2 separate regions of the Hordeum vulgare genome follow, and region 2 is linked to region 1. The links are chromatin contacts, called in public Hi-C maps. All regions are on one chromosome and are shown on one strand. The core of a region is the stretch at or near the end of the contact, and the rest is flanking DNA. Distances in the headings are between cores, read along the strand shown.

Region 1 (5,705 bases), core at 2,190-4,689:
CAATCTCCACAACCTAATTGGAGACCCCGACGCTTGCCCGGAGCTTCACACCACAATGATTGAGCTCCGAGACACCACCAAGCTTCTAGGACGCCAAAGCATCCACGAAGAACAATATCTAGGGTACTAAGTACCAAAGGTAGTACGCTTCTCAACTCCTCACTTCCACGAATCACCGTGGAGAACTCAAACCGATGCAACTCATGCAATGGCAAGAACACACGAAGTGGTCAAGTCGCTCACACTCAAATCCCTCCACAATAACGAAAGCTATGGACAAATATGAGAGGAAGAACAAGGAGCTCACAAAGAACTCCAAGATCTAGATCCAAGGGGTTCCCCTCACATAGAGGAGAAAGTGATTGGTGGAGATGTGGATCTAGATATCCTCTCTCTTTTCCATCAAGAACAAGCAAGAATCATTGGAGGGATTGAGAGTTAGCAAGCTCTAAGAATGTCAACAATGGAGGTAGAACAAGAGCTCAACGGATAGATCAGACCAAGGGGGAAGAAAACCCCCTTTATATAGTGGGAGAAGGAATCAAGCCGTTACCCCCACTTACAGCCCGAGCTCAGCGGTACTACCGCTGGCTGCAGCGGTACTACCGCTGAGCCCATGGTAGCACAAAGATACTACCGGGCCAACCACCGCCAAGAAAGTCTTCGCAAAAATGTCCGACACAGTACAACCGCAAAGATGACGGTACTAAAATCTTGGAGCGGTACTACCGCTGACCAGGGGCGGTACTACCGCCAGCTCTAGCGGTACTACCGCTAGGGCCAGCGGTACTACCGCCACCTCTAGCGGTACTACCGCTAGGTCCAGCGGTACTATCGCTCGCCACTGAAACAGCCATAACTTTCGCATACGAGCTCCGAATCAAGCAAACCCAAGCTTGTTGGATTCAGGACAACAAGAGCTATCCAAACAACGACATGCATATATGAAATCTTAAGACCATGCAGATATGAAAATGCCAATGATATAGAGATGTGAGTCCTCTATGAATGAAGAACCGGCAAAAACTCCAACATCGAAAACATCATAGTAGATGCATATGGACTCCGTTTTCGATGAACTTGAGCTTGTCACGAAGATGACCATAAGCTCTAAAACTCACAAAGAGAAACACCAAACAAGAACCAAGAAGTATGATGCAAGGATGCAAATGGTTTGAGCTCTCAACGAACGATACGATCAAGCTACTCACTGGAGAGCCCCCTTGATAGTACATCAAACTATCCTAAATAGAAAACCTATCATGGGAAAACCTATACCTTGCACCTCGTCCTCTTGAGCTAGATGATGATGATCTTGGCTTCCTCAAGATGGACCACCTTTCTTGATTGCCTTGGCTTGATGAAGACTAGTTGATTGCTCCCCCATACTTACTATGGGTGAGCCACTCTTCAGCATATCTTCACAAGTCCATTGCCACCACAATGGACGTCAAGCTTCAAGCACGATATATTCGTGCTGATCCTCTTGAACTTGCACACCGCAATCTTGATGACGATCACCACTTGACGTCATCCTTCATGGGTTGTATGAGATATTCCTCTAGACGCAAGCCCATGGAAACACACCTAACCCCCACATAGAACTCTCACAAAGACCATGGGTTAGTACACAAATACGTACTGGACACTGCTTACCATACCATGGGATCACTTGATCCCTCTCGGTACATCTTGTACGCTTTGTGTGTTGATCATTTTGATTTACTCTTTGTCTGACGATCTTGATCAACCTTGTGTCTCTATGACCATTCTTTGGATAATACCTTGAATACCACCTTGGTGATGGACTTCAAGAAGTGCCTATGGACAAATCCTATAAATATAACTTAAGGCAACCATTAGTCCATAGGAATTGTCATCAATTACCAAAACCACATATGGAGATATATGCTCTAACACCAACGCTTTTCCCCAAGAATGCTCGTTGACAGAGTCTGAGCTGCCTGGTCGCGACGCGTGTGACTGACTGTTTGGCATCGGTCAACGCAAGCCTCGATGCTTCTTCGCGATGAGGGCTTTTTCAATGGTCGTCGATGGTAGAATCGTAGCCGCCTACGTGGATGCATGATGACGATGATGCTAGGTGGTAACCTTGACGACGCTTTTCTCTTAAACAGTATGTGTGCGTTCTTGTGTCGGTTGCCACGTGTCATGTGTGTCTTGTTTTTCGGACATGATATAACGGTTTTCGTTCGGTTTTTCGTTAACTAACCAAACAATTCACTTTGGTCTTTTTTAATGAACCGGGATGTGTTTAGAAAAAGAGACAAATTCGTACTTGACCTTGAAATGGAGTTAATTGCATAAAAGCATCACAACTGGGGTAGTACGTGAAGGTTAGTACCAAGATTGGTAATTTTTACATGTCAATATCAACTTTGGGACGGGTCGTTGCAAATCGAGCTAAACAACGTATAAATTGTTGCCCAAGTTTTTTTACAAACTATCTCTAAAAAAAGGTTCTTTTTACAAACGGTGAATATATTTTTAATAAAATAAAATTTTGGTAATATACGGTGAACATATTTCGAATGCAAATTGACAATTTTTGTAACATATGTTGAAAAATTCTCTTACGATTTGATGAAGATTTTACATAATGCACGGCGAACTTTTTGTAATTTATGGTAAACATTTTCTCCATACATTTTTTTACAATGTGTATCTCGAAAAATGTTCTGCAAAATGTAGATATAATGAATGAATATTTTTAAGAGTTTATTACACAGTGGTATCAATAATAATATGTAATTTTCTAAAGATATGATGAACATTTTAGATATTATTGTGTAAAATAATTTTATATTTCAAGAAACATCTATATTTTCTGTGTAAAAGTTTAACAGTTATAATGCATTTCTAAAGTTTATTATGTTTACACAAATATTTTTAATACATGCCATCAACTTTTTAAGCAACTGTGCGTTTAAAATAATACAATCAATATACGAGTAACTCAATAAAAAAATGTTGAGCATATGCCTTTTTAATTTTTTTCTTTGAATAATACAAGAAAGATATACAATATTTGTATGAATTTCTGCAGCCACGCAACATATAATTTTCGTATTTGCTAATAGTTACGTATTTTATAATTACATACAATAGTTTTAATAATAACTTAGCGCGTGCAGCCTCCTTAGGCCCTACCAGCTAGTCCAGGAAAACACGAAACGAAAAAAAAAATAAACCTCCTTCGGCCCAACACGAAACGAAATACATCCTTGCGTGGTGTTTTTCAATTCACTCCGCCGAAACGAACCCACCTACCGTCACCTTGGTTGCAGAGGCCGAGCCGAACCGCCGGCTCTTTCTGGTCCGACCCAACAAACATCGGCGCAACCGAACCCAACCCCGCGAGCAAACATAAAACCCTAGCTTCAACTCTTTGTCACATCCCAAATTCCCAAACTCCCGCCGCCGCCAGCGATGATGGCTTCCGCCCCCGCGCCCAACCCCCGCCTCGGCCGCGAGGCCGTGGTCCGCGCGGTGGGCGCGCTCCTCCGGTGGCTCAAGCACCACCCCTCCCCGGCGCCGGAGCCCATCTACCTCCTCGTCACCTTGAAGAGCGCCCCCGTCCGCCGGTTCGAGCACCATCTCCGCCTCCCGCTCTCCCCGTTCCCCTCCATCTTACTCGTCGCCGACCGCCTCCCGGACGACCTCCCGGACGACATCGAGACGCTCCCCTCCTCTGCGCTCCGCTCCCTCCCCGCCGTCGCGCGCCGCGGTCTGGTCCTCGTTGACAGCCGGCTCAAGATCCCGAGCAGCGGCAAGGGCGCCAAGGGCCGCGGGAGGGTCGTCCCCGTCGACCTCGCCGACCCGGCGTGGGCCGAGTTCGCGAGGGAGGCGGCGCGCCGCGTCGAGCTGCGGGTGGAGGCCGGCACGTGCCGCGCCGTGCGGGTGGGGCACGCGGCGATGGCGCCGGCCGAGGCGGTGAAGAACGTGGTGGCCGCGGTGGAGGCGGCTGCCGCCTGCGTGCCCAGGAAGTGGAGGAACGTGCGGGCTCTGCACCTGAAGGCACCCGAGTCGATCGCGCTGCCTCTCTACCCGGCGCCAGGCACCGGCGGCAATGACGATTCGAAGGATGCGAAGCTTGAGGGCGCTATTGCGGTGCAGCAGGGGAGGGTAAAGAGGAGAAGGAAAGAGTAGTGGCGTCCGTTCTGTGTATTTGCATCGCATCACATCGCATCGGTGCCCAGTCTGATCCTTCAGTCCATCAGTTATATGGCACTAGTCGTTCAGTCTGATCTGTGATCGGAAATGAACAATTTTGATGAGTGGTAATATGCAGTGTGTTTTTATGTGTCTTTCTCGATTTCAATGGGAATCTGGTGCTGGATGCAGCTGCCTGGAATAAATAGTTTGGGGATAAATGTTTTGGAATTGATACTGATGCTTGGCCAGGCATTCATTCATCAGGCAGTAGCCACCAGAGGCTAACATTGCACTGATTGGTGTATTGAGCTACAGTTCGTGTGTGTTTATGTTTTTGTTCTCTGTTCAGTTAGTGTGTGTGTTTTATGTTTATGTTTACGTTGTCATCGTATATGTGAAATCTGGCAACATATGATTTCTAGCACTTATCTATAGTCAAACTATCTTCCCTTGTGCTTCATTGGAAAATCTGATAACCTAAGGCTATTGTCAAGCACACAGGAGCAGGAGAGGTGTGCTAGCAGTAGGCGCTAATGATGAGGTGATGAGCGAACTAGGGAATAGGGATAGCGATCAGGATTATGGAAGATGCAGATTGTGGGTGAAGATAGGAAGATGAAGATCGATACCAAAGAAAGGAGATCGAGATCTATCTGTAGGCTTTTTTTGAGAAACTGATCGATGGATCTCATCGTGCACACACGCACACGATCTGATCTTTCACCCGCAGGTTTGTTGTACGCTATAAGGAGTAGAATTTAGTATTTCTGACCAGGCCCAATTCGTATCCTGTGCACCGGTTGAACTGGCGCACCGAATGCACCAGGAGATTCTGGGCCGTTGGATGCAGAATAGATGGAACAGAATTATCATAAGAAGGGCTGCTGTTACATTTTACATTTTGAACCTCGTCAAATCATTGAAATGTGTGAATAGTCCCGAACATACCTGTCATCCCTTTCCTTCCCGTGTTCTTCAATCCGTGGGATCCCCTCTTCTCTGCACGACACCATCAAACTACGAGCCAGGGTTAGGAAAATTTCTCGATGGCCTCTGTCCTGGACAATAGAACCTTCTCCCCTTGACCCTGTCTCCTTGTTACGTGCCGTTCAAGCACCAGCGGGCATGCTGGCCAAGAGTAATGTTAATGTAAATCTGTAGTTGTTTCTTTTTTTTTTTTTTTTTGCAATGGACGCTTTAGCTAATTATTGTGAACTGAAAAATTTGAAATCTGGCTATTCTGGGGAAAAGAATGGTACTTCCCAAATCTGCTTATTTATAGACAGAATGCCTTTTATGGCAGCGTTAATAATTCAGTATCAAGTGTCATAATCACTGGAGAAGTTGCTCCAAGGCTTCAAGATGACTACAGTAGTTCCAATCATGCCCGAATTGTGTCGCAGAAGTTTAATCGAATTAGGATACATAATGTAAAAACTCCAGAAAATTTGACAGGGTCACATTTAAATTTCTGTACACCACTGTCGTAAACACGGTCAGACTCAAACATTGTGTACATGTAATATATT
Region 2 (5,596 bases), core at 2,083-4,582, 380 kb before region 1:
CAATCTTCAGATACGGTAATTGTAAAGTTCCAACTAGGCACCCGTTGTGTAACTATAAATCGCTCTACAGGTTGCTTCCTTGTGCATGAGTAGAGGATCTGCTATATTACAGCTTCAAGTTTTAGCAGTATATTCTTCCTCCATCTCATCAACATAGTAGTAGAAAACTTGTGAATAACTTCCTTCTATACATAACATGGGCATCATATCTATGAGAAGATGCATATGATCACAAAATTATTATTCAAGTTCCAAACGAGTTACTAACAAAGAACTACAAGATTGTAGATTCAGTGGGACAAATTGTAACACCCCAGCCAATCCTGGGCCCGCAGAAGTTACTTCTGATCTGGCTACTCTTCATAAGCTCACAGATGCACCTCGTTGATCTGGGTGGTACTATCAACCCTTTTAAGATAGGATGCAATCAAGTAAGAATCAGCAGCCCCTTTTCATATGAAGTTGGAAGTGGGCAAACTAACAACACCAACCGTAAGTACTTGGTGTTGGTGCAGCTTTGATATTAGCTCAACAATAAAACTGAGGCTATGTGGGGGCAAGGTTTACGAGTTGACGAGTCGTTCCGAGGTTAAGACTCATAGACTAATCATGACTACTCGTAACAAGTCGACACTGAAGTTGTGACTCATAGACTAGTCAACACTGAAGTGTAGTCGGCCCTGGAATTGCGACTCAGAGACTAGTCTACCGATTAGTCTTGACTAGTCCTTCAACCCGTAATCCATGATGTGGGGTAGCTTTCTCCATAAATTTGGTGATTAAAACCATATACACGTAATTAATTATTGTTTCGCATATAACAGTCTAAAACTAGGAAATGGTTCAGCTTTGATTAAAGAGAACTGTTGCAGTTTAGTTTACTCAAGAAGTCAAGATGATATTTATCCTCTGTAGTATACTTATTGGTTAGTTATATACATTTGTTACTCTTTCTTTTGAGATGGAAAATCCTCTAGTTCATCTGTTCTCAGTTCCCAATTCTTTAAAAGCCTGCTTTAAAGAGATCCCCAGTTAGATTACCTCAATTCATAACTAGAATTTTTGTTGTATAAGCCTTGCTTTTGCATAAACAACATGATAAACATCAAGTTGGCGTACATGCAGCGATGCTAAAAGTCAACCTGACACCTAATTATTTATGCATATATAATTTCAAAATTTTGGAAGAAACTGGATATGTAAATAGTGGTAGGTTATTATAAATAAAATAGAGGTTATCACATGGAACATGCTTCAGTTAGGTACTCATGCACCGACAAGTTGTGTGCACCCAAAGCAATAATATTCTGTATGTTGCCAACAAGCAAGTGAATAAAGAAATTGCAAGCTCAGCACAAACTAGGATTCAGTAACATGGCCAGTTGTGGTTCAGCTTTGTGTTCTGTACTGTAGCATGTGAAGAATTCAGTTACAAAGAATATCACTAGCCTGTTCAACAATTATTACGAATTTTTTTGACAGCTAATTATTAGGATATTTACTTCTAAAGATAAAGGGTTAGTGGCTCATAACTCTCAAGTTGGCTCACCGTTGTTCCATAGGATCTGAAAGTCAATGGTTGCTACTATCACTTTCAGTGCGCACTACTAAGTCCTTCTGCACAATCAAATTTGAGATAATGGTGGTGCTAAACCTAGCCAATCCCAGCCTATTATTCTGGCATGAAATGGCAGGTGACAAAGATCACTAGAAGGTGGGCCCATGACCTGAATTGCGCCTCCAATCTCCATCAAAGGAATGACTCAGAAGGTTCAACAAGCCAGAGGGTCCAGTTCTCAAACAGGACGGTCCAACCCTAACATTTGGGCATGTCAATATCACCTTCAATAAGTCTATTCTGTCTAGTGTCTATATCTGGGGCAGATGGTTAACAGTTGGAAACTTAAAGAGTTTGACCCGTCAACCCCGAATGAGTCATAAGGCCCTACTAGTATCCAATACTAATACAGACACAAAATAAGCCAAACTCACAATATGCATTGCATAACTTTAGCAGCATGCCAATTACTCCCTCCGTCCGGAAATACTTGTCCCAGAGATGAATGTATCTAGACTTATTTTAATTATAGATACATCCATTATATTCATTTCTAGGACAAGTATTTCCCGACGGAGGGAGTACTTCTGATACAAAAGAGGAGGTCTACCGATAATTTCTTGAGTTGGCAGGACTTTGTTTTCATGAAATGTATAAGGTCACTTGCCTGACAAATCAGTTTGTTGGCAGTAGAATTTATCTAGTGAATGTGAACACCCACTCACAATAGAACAAAAACTGGCGGGATGCAAGCTGCAACTACAGAGTCGTACATATACAGTTAATAAAGGCCAAGCTAGAACAGAATAAGGTGGTCCGCTTTCGTGCTTCCCACAACGAACAGGGGACCAAATTAACACATCCTAGAACAGGGTAAGGTTGACCGCTTCTAAGCTCCCCACAACGAAGAGCTGACGATCAATTCAACACATCCAAACAAGGGTCAAAAGTATGAGGTGTCCAAATCCAATCAGGAAGCAGAGGCTATGGTCCGCTAAAATTGGAGCCACACACTGGTCCCTTCCGTTCTCATCCCGGGTCTAATTGTAGCCGGTAGTAGTACTAGTACGAGATAGAAATTGAGGTCACCTGAAGCACGAGGAGCGGGAAGGAGGATATGTCGTCGGTGTAGTCCACGGGCGGGATGAGGCGCTTGAGGTCCATGGTGGGCGCGAAGTCGCCGTAGTCGTCGACGGTGGCGGTGGGCGCGTCGGCCTCGACGAAGAGCACCCCTTCCCCGCTGCAGTCGATCTCGACCCTGCCGTCCTCGTCGCGCGCGAGGCGGCCGGCCATCGGGTAGAAGGGCACGAGCGCGTCGGCCAGCGCGAGGCGCATCCGGTCGGCGTCGAAGAAGCCGTCGGCGCCCGCCTCGGGGCGGCGGTAGAAGTAGACGCTGGGCGTGTGGAAGCGCGGGACCACGAGGTCGAGGTTGGAGTTCCAGAGCCGCTCCCGCGGCCTCTCCACCGCCGGGCGCACCATCGTCGACCGCCTCACCGTGATCGCCATCTGCCGCCGCATTCCGGGGAACAAGCAAACAGCCCGTGAGCGAAACGGAAGGGGGGAAACGGAACAGGCAGACAAAAAGCACGCGCGCGCGCGCCGGGGGGGGGGGGGGGGGGGGGGGGACGGAGCGGATACTGACCTTGGAAGACGGAAGGACGGAGGGCGGATCAGATCTGCGGCGGCGGCGTCGGCAAAGGCGACGGGACGGTTGGATGGTAGTAGCAGCAGCTCTTGGTGGAGAGCAGCTGGTGGGCGAGTTGGGGGTGGAGCGGCTTATATAGGCCCCGTGCGGGCGGCTGGGCTGTGCTGTGCTGTGCTGTGTTGCGGCGATGGGTGGAGAGTTGGTGGGATGGGGACGGGGACGGGGACGGAGGGGGAGGGAGGAGAGGCAGCAGGCAGGCAGGCAGGCGGGGTGGGATTGTTTGGCAGATGGACACGGCTCACCGCCCCGCCTGACACTAGGCGCGCTCTCCGCGTAGCGCGGGAGGGGGCGGTGCGGCGGAGCGGAGGGCCGGCCAGACAGACATACGGGGCATGTTTGACTGTCGCCACGCACACGCAGGTCGGGGTGAATGAATCATGGATGGATGAAATGGTTAAAAACGGCGCCTCCCAAATGGGTATGGACATGATTGGCTGCTTCACACACGCCACCGCTCCGTCTCCGCGGCGCAACTCACGCAACCGTGGCAAACCGTACTTAGAGCAAGAATTTTGTCCGTATTTTATCTATTTGGATCGAATATTTATGTTCGTTTTTTTAAAATAGATCAACACATCCACGCTGTCATGGCCAATTTTTAAGACGGCGCATAAAAAAGCAGCATTACTATTTAAAAATAAAACCGTTAATTGAACATTAATATCGGCCTTAACGGCCAGCGATAGTCCACGAATTCATAATACATTAATTAAAAACATTAAATTAAATAAAAAAAAACTAGAGACAGGTTGCTTTAGGCGTCCTTCTTGTCGTTATCACCGTGATCGATGAGGTCGACGAAGGCCAGCCCAGGAAAACGTCGTCTCACAGGCAACGAGTCGCCCGTCGGTGGCTACGACGTCGCCCGTCGGTGGTTGCACCGTCGCTAGCTGGGCTCTGGTGCGGCGCTCCTTCTCCTCCGCCTCGGCTTGGGCACCAACTCCTCGAGTCGTCGACCCTCAAGGCCCTCCTCCGTCAGTCGTGGTTGTCACCAGTGCTCCAAGTAAAGCCGCTCCTGCGCCGGCGTCACCCCTAACCAGATGGTGGCGCGTTGACCCACTCACGTACTACACCGTCCCACAGTACGTCTACCCTAGGGTGAGCACCGGCTCGGGCTTGGCTGGAGATGGCAGGGCCAGCAGCGGCACAACACACTCATCGACAGTGTAGAGTGCCACGGCCTCCGCGAGGCGCGTCGTGTAAGCCGCCTCCTCATCTTCCTCCTTGCGTCGCTTTTCCTCCTCGCTCTCACGAAAGGCAACTGCCAGCGCCTACCGGTAGGTGGCCTCCGCCTCCTGGTCCTCGTCACGCACGACGAGGGGCGGTGGGGCGCCAGCCCAGACCTCACAGACGTCGCGCATGTGATGCTCCTCATGCTCAAGCGCAAACCAGACCTCCTAATTAGGAGAGTGTGCTGCGTAGGCGGGGTTAAACTTCCGCTCAGGTGTCAGCTGCTGCCGCCGGCACCTCACCTCCTTTGCGTACGCCCGCGTCGACGATGACACACGGGCACTGGGATCCTCTCTGGACCCAAGTGTCAGTCATGTGGCAGCACGACGTTGAAGACGGCTCTAGGCGGACACGACCTCTCACTACATTCATCATTGAAGCGACCCGTCGACCGAGGACGCCGCCCGCTGCACGTCCAACTGAACACGCCTCCTCGCTACATTCAAACGCCTTAATTAAACCCACTTGTAAGCCGAGAAACCTACCCCGATCACATGTCCGTTCATGAATGGGCCGACATTAAACACAGCACGTGGGGCACACACACACACACTTGGGGGTTGTTGCGTGTGGATGATGAACATGCAACTCGTCGGGAGTAGTTGAGTGTCAATGAGTGGACATGCAATGGGCGAGCGCCGATGGCAACGGAAGAAGGAGGAAAATTCCGTCGTATGCGGCGAGGGGGGTCGTCTTGGGATATTGTCTTGTGTGGTGGGAGATAAAAACAAAAGGAATGAAAATCATCGGTGTTAGGTTCTTCCCTAGCGGTGCGCGCGCGCGCACACACACAACACACACGTGGGGGCAATTGCATGTCGAGGGAGGAGATGCAACTGCCATCGGTAGCAGGGATTTCATATCAAGGATGAACATGCAACTCGAGTAAAAAGACACCCTCGCTTGAAGATTGTATTGGAGTATTATTTAGTGCAATGGAATAATAACAAAAGAAAAGAAAAGAGAAATGTCTAACTAGTGCCTCCTAAGGTCGCGTCACATGTTGATCTAAAAAAGGTTGCCACCCATATAGTTGTGCATTGGGCATGTTGCGTGCTTGCAACTTGTGCACTTAGACATGAGGGTCAAATATTGTGACAGCC

What was found. A called contact is a pair of places that touch in the nucleus more often than the background predicts.
Region 2: a Hi-C map of seedling shows a contact between it and region 1, with 4 times the contacts expected there. The contact joins the promoter of LOC123427147 here to the promoter of LOC123427145 in region 1. A contact is called at or near these places in 3 of 6 Hi-C or Micro-C datasets (leaf and seedling) and 1 of 1 datasets of contacts at active chromatin or transcription factors (embryo).

The regions. Positions count from the first base shown.
Region 1 is chr2H:546,317,002-546,322,706 of MorexV3_pseudomolecules_assembly, reverse strand. It overlaps LOC123427145 (ribosomal L1 domain-containing protein 1-like), which reads left to right and starts at 3,439. Exons shown (of 1, transcript XM_045111118.1): 1 at 3,439-4,511. The coding sequence starts at 3,451. The coding sequence ends at 4,170.
Region 2 is chr2H:546,692,478-546,698,073 of MorexV3_pseudomolecules_assembly, reverse strand. It overlaps LOC123427147 (hydroxycinnamoyltransferase 1), which reads right to left and starts at 3,332. Exons shown (of 3, transcript XM_045111120.1): 1 at 3,201-3,332; 2 at 2,648-3,064. The coding sequence starts at 3,064.